Regions from separate parts of the Mus musculus genome. Here region 2 is linked to region 1. A link is a contact called in public HiChIP or PLAC-seq data. All regions are on one chromosome and are shown on one strand. Each heading gives the region's core, a stretch centred on a gene start, on an enhancer-like site or on the middle of the called end of the contact. The rest is flanking DNA. Distances are from core to core; before and after follow the strand shown. Region 1 holds the start of Scfd2 (Sec1 family domain containing 2). Region 2 has its middle 47 kb from the start of Gm52779.

Evidence for each region. HiChIP or PLAC-seq counts read pairs in DNA pulled down with a chosen protein or histone mark.
Region 2: a FOXA1 HiChIP or PLAC-seq map of pancreatic cancer cells shows a contact between it and region 1. The contact joins the enhancer-like site here to the promoter of Scfd2 in region 1. A contact is called at or near these places in 8 of 39 promoter capture datasets (the 3T3-L1 cell line, 3T3-L1-derived adipocytes, the HPC-7 cell line and 4 more), 3 of 115 datasets of contacts at active chromatin or transcription factors (bone marrow-derived macrophages, fetal liver and pancreatic cancer cells) and 1 of 9 other capture datasets (adipose tissue).

Annotation. Positions count from the first base shown.
Region 1 is chr5:74,530,483-74,533,182 of GRCm38.p6, reverse strand. Scfd2 (Sec1 family domain containing 2) reads left to right here and starts at 1,441. Exons shown (of 9, transcript NM_001114660.2): 1 at 1,441-2,401. The coding sequence starts at 1,564.
Region 2 is chr5:74,895,868-74,898,853 of GRCm38.p6, reverse strand. No RefSeq gene overlaps it. Among named protein-coding and RNA genes, the nearest start is that of Gm52779, 47 kb to the left of the region's middle. Within about 2 kb of position 1,558, at least 71 of the 459 cell types and tissues checked have an H3K27ac peak or open chromatin away from gene starts, as enhancers often do. A contact at or near this core is called in adipose tissue and pancreatic cancer cells, where this site is marked.

The DNA.
Region 1 (2,700 bases), core at 192-2,691:
AAAGGAGTGCTTAGCTATAAGAATTAGACAATGAATAGATTACTGCTCAAATCATGCCAAGAGACCAGGTATGGTGGCATATGCTTTAGGGAGGTCAAAACCCAACTGTATACACACACACTCTCTCACACACAGAAACACACGAATAAAACTTTAAAATGAAAGCAATTGCCATGTGTCACAACTAGATGAATGATGTTAGGTGAAGTAAGTTAATCACAATAAAGCAGATAGTACAGGGACCCAATTATAAGACCCACAGTGCCAATGCAAAGAGAACAGGATTAAAGTAGAGGCTGACAAATGCTGGGGGGGGGGTGCAGGGAGCTGAGGTTGAGGGTGGCAATTGTTATTTAAAGGGTATATAGTTTTGAAACTATTTTGATTTTGCAAAATAAAAAGTTCCAAAGATTGGTTGTACAGCAGCATGAATGTTTTTTAATGTTTCCGAACTGTACATTTTAAAATGACTAATGGTGGACATGGTGGCACACACGTTTAATCCAAGCACTAGGAAGGCAGAGGCAAGCAGATCTCTGTGAGTTTGCAACGAACCTGATCCACATCATGTGTTCCAGGACAGCTAGGGCTGCACAATGAGATCCTGTCCACACATACTCACACACACACACACACACACACTCACTCACACACACACAATTAGAACAGTAAATTACTAAATTTTTTTATCTCATGCATGTTTCCACAATTAAATAATAATAATAATAATAATAATAAAACAGGTTCTAAACTGAGATGTGTAGATCAGTATATCTATTCCTCAACCCAATTCTCATCTTAGTAGCTGTGAAATGGACCCCAAAGCCTTTTGACTGTGTGGAGACAGGATCTCTCTGTCTCTCTCTGTGTGTCTGTCTCTGTCTCTCTCTGTGTATGTGGTGTGTGTGTGTGTTGGGGATGGGTGATTGTGCGTTTTCCACAATTGGCACATGGAGGACAATTTTTCCGGGTCCTGTTTTTCTACATTGAGTCCGAAGGATCAAACTCAGGTCATACGACTTGTGTTGCAAGCGCTTTTAGCCTTATGAGCCATCTTGCTGGTCCCAAAAGGTATTTCACGAGGCTGGAGTGCACCAACGCAGAAGATAACCTACACAAGACCAACTATTACGTTGCAGTAGTTGTTTGGCTTCTCCAAGTTCAGATGGGGGAAGTACTTTGCTTCAGACCAGGTTTTATTATTCCCGAGAATTCTTAACCTGGAGGAAAAGGTGATGAGAGCTGACAAGGGAGGGACGAACAAAACCCATTTCAATTCTTTCCTAGAAAGCTGCTGCCTCCAGCTTTTCAGGGACTATCGACCCTGTAAGCACATTCCGTTCCTCCTTCAAGTGCAGACGTTCCTTCCGCCAGCCCGCGCGCCTGATCAGCCAATGAGCGCCTAAGACGTCATCACCGCGCGCGCGAACGCCGAGCGTCAGAGACAGGCCCACGTGTACTGTGTTGACTGTCAAAGTACTCAGTACCCGGAAGCCCTGCGTTCTGACCTGAGTTCCCGCCCGTACGCCGGTGAGACCCCTGGCCAGCTGGCGATACGGGATCATGAGCGCCGCGGGCATACTGGCCTTTGCCCAGCAAGGCTGGGAGCAGGTGCTGGCCAAAGTGAAGTGGTCCGTGGTCTACCTGGACGCTGCCTGCGCCGAGAGCCTGCACTGGAGCTGCGGATCCAGCCGGCTTCTGGAGGCGGTGAAGGGTCCTGCGTGTCACCTGCGGGAATTTGAACCCCAGGCCATTGGCGGGGGAGCCAAGCAGCCCCGGGCGGTTTTCGTTTTGAGCAGCCCGCTGAAAGGCCGGATCGTAGACACTCTACAGAGTATCATTTGCCGCAGTCACTTTCAGCACTGTGTGGTGGTCACAGCCGTGAGCCACGCAGTCCACCTCACTGCTAACCACGTACCGGCCGCTGCAGCGGCCGAGCTCGAGGGGCAGCAGCCGGTGTTCGAACAGCTGGAGGAGAAGCTCTGTGAGTGGATGGGCAACGAGAACTATACGGCCGAGGTGCTCCACGTCCCGTTGTTTCTCGCCCCTGTTGCCTCCCATCTCGCTTTTACTCCAGCCTTTGCTACCCTCTTCCCACTGCTACCTCAGGATGTCCACGCTCTTAACAGTGCCAGACCCGACAAGAGGAGGCTGAGCAGCTTGGGTGAGGTGGATGCCACTGCCCTAACCCCAGAGCTGCTGCTGTACATCAGATGCCTCGTGTCAGGCCTCAGTTCTCTGTGTGAACATCTAGGGGTACGAGAGGAGTGTTTCGCCGTGGGTCCCCTCAGTCGGGTCATCGCTACAGATCTGGCAAATTATGCCCCCGCCAAGAACAGGAAAAAGACTGCTACAGGCAGGGCTTCTGTGGTCTTTGTGGATAGAACTCTGGATCTCACAGGTAGGTGGCATTTCTGGGAGTTGTTCATCTTCACTCTCCTAGCTAGAGGATCTGTTCATTGATTCAGCATATGTGTTTATTGGCCTCATATTGAGGTTGGCAATATAAAGATGAACTAAAAGAACCAGCCCCTAATTTGACAGCATCTGGAGTTAAGTTTTGTCTAGTGGAGAGTGGACATAGATAAAGCACAATTTTATTTGTTAAATGCTGTAAGCGGGCAAATATGGCTTTAGTGTGCGTTGCTTTTGATAAAACAACCGGGCCTAGTCCAAGAGACTGGAAAAAATGAGATGACC
Region 2 (2,986 bases), core at 309-2,808, 370 kb before region 1:
ACTTGTGGAAGTTATCTCTTTTCATTATGTGGGTTAGGGGAATCCAACTTAGGACATCTGTCTTGGTACTAAGTGCCTTTGTCTGCTGAGCAAGATCCTATGGTTGCTGCACCTTAATAACTACTGAAGACTCTTTAATAAAGTTTTTGTCTACTTGTGAATGGGGTTTCATTGAGCTCTTCTATCCTAGGGAAGGGAGGAAGAGAGGGAGGGAGGGAGGGAGGGAGAGAGAGAGAGAGAGAGAGAGAGAGAGAGAGAGAGAGAGAGAGAGAGAGAGAGAGAGAGAGAGACTTAGTCCACACGTAATTAACTACAAGGATGTAGAAGTGACAGATGAGCAATTTGCCTTCCTTGGAGGCTCTGCAGCTTGAGAAGACAGACAGAAACTGGAGTCCCCTCCTCGGTGTGGTAACTACCTTTCCATTGTTGTGACCTAATATCCCACGGAAGGAAGTTAAGGAAGGGGGAGTTTATTTGGCTGGTGTTTTTGGGTTTTACAGACCATCATAGCAGGGAAGACATGACAGCCAAGTTATGAAGCCTTTGATGACTACGTTACATATGCAGCCAGGAATCAGAGAGAAATGAACCCTCTCACACTATCTTCTATGTGTTCTGTGCCATCACTCCTTAGGGGACCAGAGGGTCCTTTACAGTCCCATCCCGAGTCACCCTCACTGCTGTAAAAGTCCATAATCTAATCTACCCTTAGGGGATTAAAGTGATTTAGGAAAGCAACCTGGGCCACCAGCTTGGGACCCAGGATGGGGCCTTCCCACTTACTCATTATTAAGACTGATAGACTAATAATTCTATACCACGTGGGCAAGCATTTCCTACGAGCCATTCCTATATCTTGTTCCTCAATACCCCCAAGTTTGTAGTCTATGGCACAGAGAGCATGGATTGAGGTGTTTTGTCTTGTTTTGTTTAGATTATTTTATGTATGCGAGTACACTGTTCCTCTCTTCGGACACCCCAGAAGAGGGCATCAGATCCCATTACAGATGGTTGTGTGTCACCGTGTGGTTGCTGGGAATTGAACTCAGGACCTTTGGAAGAGCAGTCAGTGCTCTTAACCGCTGAACCACATCTTCAACCCAGAGAGTGAGTTTTGACAGCTGGACAGTGTGTGGTTGTAAAACATAGTTCATTTTCCTGGGTTTGGGATAGCCTTGAGAAACAAAAAGGGTAAGCCTGTGGTCACCGAGCACTCTGTAGTTCTGGATAGAGGGTCTCATTCCTGAATCACCCTCTGTGCTGTGAAAGTTCCTAATTCCATAATGGAGGAGTTGCAGAGGTCATGGAGAGATCCCGTCCTTAATATGACTCAAAGCTTCATTATGCCAAGGAATGCTCTCTCTCAGGGCAGTGTTCTATAACGAGGTCAGCACATTTCGCCACAAAGCCCAGATCCTGGAAATATCTGAGTAATACCAGTATCATGTCTTCACGGGGGTGACATAGTCTCCTATCCGACCCCTAGGAGTGCAGACCGCCTGATCTCAAGCGCTTTGTCTCCTCCGGGTGCTTTTCTCGGTTAACTACCCAGTCATCTCCTTCTGCAGCCAAGAACAATCTTGGTCTGCATCTTTGCTTTCCAGTCAGGAAGGGTGGTGCAGCTCAGTCCTGTCTGACACATGCTGCTGATTCACTATGGCTCTAGGGAAATCCCTCCTTGCTATTTTATTAGAATATGAATCTGGTAGCAGGGGTCAGATTTCAGTTCGGTTTGTAAAAGCACAGTGGAAACACTCATGTGGTTAAGCCTGAGGGTGGATAGATATGTATTTCTTTCATGTGTTTTGTTTAGGGACAGTGTCTCGCATGGAGTCCAGGCTGGCCTCAACCTCATAATCCTCCTGCCTCAGCTTCCCAAGTGTTCTCTTTTGTCTCTCTTTTATTATGCTATGAGACTAAGAACTATCAAGGACACCTTGTTCTCAAAGGCCCAAGCATGAAGAATTTATGAAATTGGAAGCCAGTTTGCAAGTAAGGATATATTGAGGCCTTGGTTGAGCTGTTTTTTTTTTAAAGGAATTTTTAAATTAAAATGTCAAATACCAACTGATTATTTAATTGTGGTATTTTGTTCATATATGTCACTATATTTGTATTGAACCATCTCTCCCACTGTCCCCTTTCCTCTCTGACTCTGTCCTTGTTGTTCTCAGCCTGAAGAGTCAGGCATAAACTCAGAAGGGGATAAAAGATAGAGTCACATCCAGGTCTCTGGTCAACAGGGGCAGGCTGTGTGAGGCCATTCTGGATTCACTGTCACTCGGAGGGATCCCCTCCTCAGAACATACTCATAGAGTGAGAGAGATAATTTGACAGACCCTGTGGTAAGATTGCTATGGTGGGAAATGCTCAATGCTTGGTCTCCAACTGCTGGTGCCATCTGAGTTTGTGCAGAGGTGAAGCTTTGCTGAAGGAAGTGGACCACTGGGAACAGAACTGGGATTCTGTAGTCTGGCCCCACCAGCTCCTATGCTCTCTGCTTCCTGACTACAACACAATGTGACCAGCTGCCCCTCACTCCTGCTGCCAGGGCCTCCCACCATGAAGGCTTTATCCCCTCAACCGATGGTCTATAATTCACTCTCTGTCCCTCAGTAGCATCTTGTTGGCTATACTGTCTTAGCAGCAAAGAAAATGATACTGCAGTTGTGATAGCGCATCCATTAGAGAGTCGGAGGCACAAGAATTGGGGTTTGGGGCTCTGGCAATGGGATCCTGCTGCTACACATAATGAGAATGAGGATGGCCGCCAACTGGCCCATTCACCCAACAAGTGTGCGACACCTTGAAGGTTCTGGGGCAGGAGATCGAGGTTAACCAATAAAGGGAGTGTCTGCTCCCAAGGGTTTGCTCCATAGTCCAGCAGGGAGCTCTGGGAAATCATAGAATTGCTAAGAAAAGACAAACAAGGGCTAGACAATGCAGCATCCTGGAAGAGCCAAGGGGGCTTCCTGGAAGCCTAGAT